Linked DNA regions of Rattus norvegicus: region 2 is linked to region 1. The links are chromatin contacts, called in public Hi-C maps. All regions are on one chromosome and are shown on one strand. The core of a region is the stretch at or near the end of the contact, and the rest is flanking DNA. Distances in the headings are between cores, read along the strand shown.

Region 1 (3,455 bases), core at 594-3,093:
CACCTGCTGTACACCCCGTCTGTTCCCCTCTCCATCCATCACAAAGACCTCCTCCTCCAACCTTCCTCCCCACTCACACTGTTATCCCAGCCCCAAACTCCAGCAGGCATCCCCTAGAACCACCAGCCACACCTTGAGAGAAACAAGTAGACCAGCTAATCAGGAAGATGAGTGTCAGCTCTTCACTCTTCTCCATATCCAAACCCTGAGTCTCATCCCCAGCTCTGTAACAGACTACCTGCTATGGCCTCTCCTCACTCTCTACCCCAGTTCCCAGAGGACTGAGCAAATCCTGGTGGAGCACTGCTTTCCTCCCACCTGTGGACCCCGTCAGACTCCCCCAACACCAATGGTCTCAAGTCCCCAGTAATAAGACAGACCAACAGAATGGATGCAAACACAGAATCCATCCTACTGCATCCAGGAAACACACTCTAACGCCGAGGATAAACATCACCTCGGGGTAAAAGGATGGAAAGAGATATTCCAAGCAGGGGCTGGGGATTTGGCTCAGTGGTAGAGCGCTTGCCTAGCAAGCACAAGGCCCTGGGTTCGGTCCCCAGCTCCGAAAAAAGGAAAAAGAAAAAAAAAAAAGATATTCCAAGCAAACGGACCTAAGAAACAAGCTGGGGTAGCCATTTTAATATCTGACAAAATAGACTGCCAACCAAAACTAATCACAAGAGATGGGAGAGGACACTACAGTACTCACCAAAGGAAAAATCCACCAAGAGGACATTTAATTATGAACATCTAGGCACCAAACACAAGGGTAGCCAAGTTGGTAAAAGAAACACCACTATAGGTTAAATCACACATTGACCCTCACTCACTGATAGTGGGAAACTTCAATACCCCACACTCACCAATGGACAGGTCATTCAGACAAACTAAACAGAAGTGCTGGCGCTAACTTCAGAATAAACCGAATGGATTTAATAGATAGTTCCAGAACACCTCGGCCAAGCACAAAAGAACATGCCTTCTCGGCATCACATGGAACTTTCTCCAAAATTAACCACACACTCGAACACAATACAAGAAGACTGAAGTAACAGCCTGCTTCCTGTTGGAGGTTGGTTCTAATGCTTTGATTCAGTCAGGAGTCTGAGTGTCCAAACACTAAGGGTTCTTGTCCCCGTTTGGTTTTTGATGCCAGTGGCTGCTAATGGTTGGACAAAGGGAGACCGGCAGGACCCTTAGAGTTGCGTGGGCTAGGATGCAGGCGGGGAGGAGAAGGAGAAATCACCATGAAGGGTGGGATGTGATGGACGTAGGAGCTGCAGGAGATAAAGCCAACCAGCCATGTGAGAGTTCGGGTAAGTGGTCCACTGGCTGCTTCCATAATTGAGCCCAGGGTAGCAGGCGGAGAAAGATGTGCCCAGCCATTGAGCAAAACAGCGTATTAAAAACAAGCTAGTGTGTGTGTGTGTGTGTGTGTGTGTGTGTGTGTGTGTGTGTGTGTGTGTGTGTCTTTTACTAGCAAATCCAAAGATTCCCTGGGTGATTGACTGGAAGCTCAACCCACCAGGAGCATAAAATAGAGTAGCAAAAACTCACGCTATAGTATCCTATCGGACTACAGCTGGATATCAACAGCAATAGAAACAACAGAAAGCTTACAAACGCATAGAAATCTAACTCACTACCAAATGAAAAATGAGTCAAGACAGAAATTAAGAAGAAACACTTTCTAGAATTGAGTGAAAATTAGAGGGCTCTAATAGGGCCAAGCACGACCAGCACAGCCAGCACGACACCAGCAGGTCTTGTTCTCCCTTCTTCCCTCTCCCTTGCTAATCTAATTCCCTTATTTAGGCACTTCCACATTCCTAAAGCCAGCCACCCAGCTGCTCTGTTCCCTTATTTGGCTACTTCCTCATGCCTGACTCATTCCTAAGGCTGATCACCCAGGCCCAAATGTCAAAATAGGAAGGTCTTGTAATCACAAATCCCTCCTTGGCTACCCTGACTAGCATGCCCAATCAGAGCTTACCAGCTCATCCTCGCTTACTCTAACACAGACTTCCCCTTTTCCCTTTGAAATCACTCCTACAAAGCTATTTGCTGCTATGTCTGCCTGATTCAGACACAGCCACCTTACCTCTTCACCTTGCTTAGTAAACAGTCTCGTGTTTAGGTACGATCTGTGCCTAATCCCGGGTCTAGAGGGGAACAACCCATGATGTGTGGGTCCCTCCAAAAATTGATATACAACATAAACACCCAAACTTATGGGACACAATGAAAGTGGTTCTTTAAAACAAAAAAAGATTTATTTATTTTATGTATATGAGTGCTCTATGTACACTTGCCTGCCAGAAGAGGGCATCAGATCCCATGACAGATGGTTGTGAGCCACCATGTGGTTGCTGGGAATTGAACTCACAAGCTCTGAAAGAGCAGTCAGTGCTCTTAACCACTGAGCCATTTCTCCAGGAAAATGGTTCTAAGAGGCAAGTTCACAACACTGTCTACATAAACAAAACAAAAACCAAACCAAACAAAAAACTAAAGGGATCTCATACTAGTAATTTAACAGCATATCTGAAACCTCTAGAGAGAAAGAAGGAAGGAAGGAAGGAAGGAGGGAGGGAGGGAAGGAGGGAGGGAGGGAAGGAAGGAAGGAAGGAAGGAAGGAAGGAAAGAAAGAAAGAAAGAAAGAAAGAAAGAAAGAAAGAAAGAAAGAGAAAGCAAGCAAGCATATGCCAAAGGGGCAAATGGCAAGAAATAATCAAACTCAAGGCTGAAATCAATAAAATAGAAACAAGCAAACAACAACAAAAATACAAAAAAAAAAATCAATGAAACAAAGATTTCGGAAAATCAGTAAGAGTGACAAACCTATATTCAAATTAACAAAATTAGAAATGAAAAGGGAAACACAGGAACAAGGGGAAATCCAGAGAATCATATGGACACCCTTAAAAAACCTGTATTCCACCAAATTGGAAAATCTAAAAGAAATGGATCATTTTCTTGATAAATACCACTTACCAAAGTTAATTCAAGATCAGATAAACAACAGACATAGACCTGTAATCCTTAGTGAAATAGAAGCATTGAAAATCTTCCAAACGGTCTGGAGAGATGGCTCAGCGGTTAAGAGTACTGACTGCTCTTCCAGAGGCCCTGAGTTCAAGTCCCAGCAACCACATGGTGGCTCACAACCATCTGTAGTGAGATCTGATGCCCTCTTCTGGTGTGTCTGAAGACAGGACCAGTGTATTCGCATACATAAAATAAATAAATAATTCTTTAAAAAAAAAAGTCTTCCAAACAACAACAACAAAACCCTAGATGGTTTTAGCACAAAATTCTACCAGTCTTTCAAAGAAGAGTTAATGTCAATAGTTCTCAAATTATCCCACAAAATAGAAACAGAAGGAATATTGTGCAGTTTGTTTTATGAGGCCACGGTTACCCTGATGAAACCACTTAATGACCCAACAATG
Region 2 (3,455 bases), core at 711-3,210, 61 kb before region 1:
GCAAAATATAAGGCAACATACAGAGTCGGTCAGAGGAGGAGTACAGAGGAAAGCCCTGTCAGAACAAGGCACAGGGAAGAAAAGAGCTATAGAGGTAAGGAAGGGACCTGCACAGAGACAGGAAGGACCCTTGGGTTGCTCTGCTGGGGTTTCATTACCGCCAGACTCTACCACAACCAAGCTCCTAGCTCCTAAAGCAGAGATCTTAATCCCTGAGATTGAGCTAGGATGGGAACGCTAGGGTACTTGAGGATGCTGTCTGGTGGAGGCTGCACAGGTAAGGAAACGGATCCAGGAAAAAGCAAAGGAATTTTGGGAATGCCTGGCAATTGATACAATATTCTTAGCAAAGTGAGCAAAGAAAACTAGGGGGTTCTCATACAAAAGGAAAGGATTTATCAGGAAAGCCCTGGAGATGAAGACCATTGTGGAGTAGCTAGCTCCCCAAGCACCCCCACTCTTCTTTCCTTCCTCCTGATGTCAACAAGGCAACAGATAACATTCATTCATATTCTCTCCTCCCTCTCTCTCTCTCTCTCTCTCTCTCTCTCTCTTTCTCTCTCCTGGTCTGATCAATAAGGATCCTAAGGATCTTGCTCAGAAACAGATAGCTAGTCTAGAGCAAATTTAAGATAATCTAGCCCCTTACTCAATAGCAAGCACCCACACCCAATTCTTCACCCTATTCCCCATGCTCTGTGGGGAGCCCTGGAGCCTAGAGACAGTCTCCACTCCATCCACACTGCTTTTGGCAGTGAGTGAGTCAGGGGCTTGAGAGAGGAGGAGCTGGGGGTGGGAGAGGGAGGCAGCATCCTCCAGGTCTGGACAGATCCAGGGCTGGCAGCTGTAGCCACTTTCTTCGTGATGTTGCCAGAGAACCCTCCCTCTGCCAGACACCCTGACTTAGTGCTTCACCCTAATTACTCCTACACACTCCTCTCTAGTATCCTGGGGGTGCCAGGATTTGCCAGGCCCTTCCTTCCCCCTAACCCTAAAGGCATGATCTGGAAGAAACAAAAAATGCTTTTAAGTCCCTATGATACACAAAAAGAACCCTAGAGCATGGGAGGTAGGCACCCCTGCCAGCACCACCCTCTCAGCCTCTAAGGCAGTCACCAAGAAGCAAAGGGCCCTGACCTGGGCCTGGCAAACCCAAGTGGACTCTGCTCTGTGGCCTCCACCCTCTTCTTGGCCTCCCACAATTCAGCACTGTCAGCAAAATACCCTTCCCAGGGCAGTATCGTCCCTGCCTCTCTGCATAATGTCCCTGTATGCCTGACTCCTGATAATCCCCTGGCCTTCTGTTGCACAGCCAGCTCTCCTGGATTTCCCCAGAAAACCTTCAAATTGTAGCACATAGAAGCCATTCTCTTCCAGCTCCACCAAGAATCTTGGTGATTCTACCAAGAATGCCTGATGACCAAAGCATCCCCAGAATTTACCCCAACTCCTACTCCCCATCCGTCTTCGGTCCTTTCGGTCTTTCCATCCAACACTCCTCCTTTCTTCCAGGACTCCCATCCCAGCCACACACTTTTCAGTGTCTGCAAAATTCCAGCGTCTCACACCTAATCTCCAGTTGCAGCAGGTCTCCCCTCAAAAGCACTCCTGGCTGGCCTCCTTCTGAATTCCCATTTGCCCTCCCCCCCACCCCACCCCACCCCCGCTTTCCCGGGAATCCCCCACCTCCCCAATTCTCCCCGGCTCAGCCCACAATACACTTCTGATAGTCTACCACAACAATTCTCTTTTCCCTCGCATTCTCTGGCTCCTGGAACGCCTTTCTTTTGGAACCCGCCAAGAACTCCCCTACATTACCTCTAAGACTCTTCCAGATCTCGGGGAACCTATCAGTAATTCCACTTCGCTTCCAAAACTACCCTAGTTCTGCTCCCCCAGATAATTTCACTTCTCTCTAGAGCCCTCCCGCTTCCCTCTGTCCCCCACAACTACACGCTGTTCCCCTTGTCCCCGCTGGCACCCCATTTCTACCCCCAGGACACCCCCACCCTCACCTGCTCTGCACCGCACAGCTCTGCTCTCGCAGCCACACAATAGGGGGCGGACCCGCCTCCCCGCCTTAGATGCCCCGAGCGCCTCCCGTCGCCCTGGAGACCGCCAATCCCCCTCCCGCGGCGGCCAATTGGAGCCAACAGAGGCCGAACAAGGCGGGCGGGACCCCCGAGCCGCCTGGGAGTTGTAGTTTAGAGAGAGAAGGACGCGGTCGCACGTGGGCTCTGGTCGCCCCCTCGTGGAGCTCTGTACAACTAAGCGAGGGAAGGCTGATCGCCGCTTCCCGCCTCGAGTCAGAGGGGCTACTAGGTCAAACAGATCGGTGCACCTAGGACCGCAAGAGCCTACCCACTTTGCAGGCTGCTTGCAGGCCCTCCTTCCCTTATAACCTACCTGTGGCCTCCCTCCCCCCCACCCCGCCCCTTTCTGAACAAGCGTGCTACAAAGGAGGCATCGGAGGTTGAAATCTGAGCTAGGGGCAAGAGCACTAGGAGGAAAGCACGACTCCCCGCCCCCTCCCTGGGGATCCACCCAAGTCTGGGGCCCATCTGATCTCTTCTATCTTTATCCCCACCCCCACCCATTTCCTCTCGCTGGACTGGAAATACCTGTCTGTCTTGGCGAGCTCCCAGCTTTTACCCAGGCCCCTCCCTTGTGCTGAGCTCTTAGATTGGGACTGCTAGAGCTTTTAGCACCACCAACCTAGAGAAATAAGCCCCGGAGGAGGAAATGACAGGCACCCAGACAGCCTGCCACTGAAAGAGAATGGATGAAGTACCTGATCACGCACTGAACCCTTGCAGGGTGCCAGACCCTGGGATAGGCACGGTTTACTTTATTGCTCGTGTAATCTGCGCTGAAACTCCGCAGAGTGAGCGCAGCTCTCTGTATTAGTGAGAAAACAGCGGCCAGACCAGATGAAGGACCTTGCCCAAGATTTCCCACCTAGACACATACAGGGTCCGAATTCAGATCCAGCAGAAGTCACTGTTAGAAAAGAGGTGCGCCCTAAGCCCTCCTCAGCTCCAGCAACCACGTCATCACCTCTTGGACATTTTATCCACAGGCAGAACTAAAGCTGCCCTCAGAAACCTGTACTAGTCTTGGCTCTCCTGTGCGGGTGTGTGCCATTTGCTTTCCCACCAGGCTCAAGCCACATTGTCCAGATATGTCCCAGTGAGCTCCTTCAGAAGACCTCCATGGTAGCAACTTACTGTCCTCCCCACAGTCTGGCTCTGGTAAAACATTGAAATCATGGTCGGGAACCCTTAGGGAAGATTTTAAGCACACCTATGCCACTGTCTCACCACCCCCTATAGTGGCCATCCAGATCAGATCTCATTGCTGTGGTTGGCCTTCCATCTCTAGTAAGGCCTGAGAGTGGAACATTCTTCTAGGTATAAGTGCCTGGGTGCTTTGAGCCACGGTAAGAACTTGGACTG

Evidence for each region. Hi-C and Micro-C count contacts between places; a contact is called where the count stands out from the background.
Region 2: a Hi-C map of the A7r5 cell line shows a contact between it and region 1, with 2.6 times the contacts expected there. The contact joins the promoter of Igsf9 here to the enhancer-like site in region 1. A contact is called at or near these places in 2 of 12 Hi-C or Micro-C datasets (the A7r5 cell line and hepatocytes).

Annotation. Positions count from the first base shown.
Region 1 is chr13:87,418,784-87,422,238 of GRCr8, reverse strand. No RefSeq gene overlaps it. Among named protein-coding and RNA genes, the nearest start is that of Pigm, 50 kb to the right of the region's middle. Within about 2 kb of position 1,843, at least 10 of the 93 cell types and tissues checked have an H3K27ac peak or open chromatin away from gene starts, as enhancers often do. A contact at or near this core is called in the A7r5 cell line, where this site is marked.
Region 2 is chr13:87,479,894-87,483,348 of GRCr8, reverse strand. Igsf9 (immunoglobulin superfamily, member 9) reads right to left here and starts at 1,960. Exons shown (of 21, transcript NM_001107197.1): 1 at 1,848-1,960.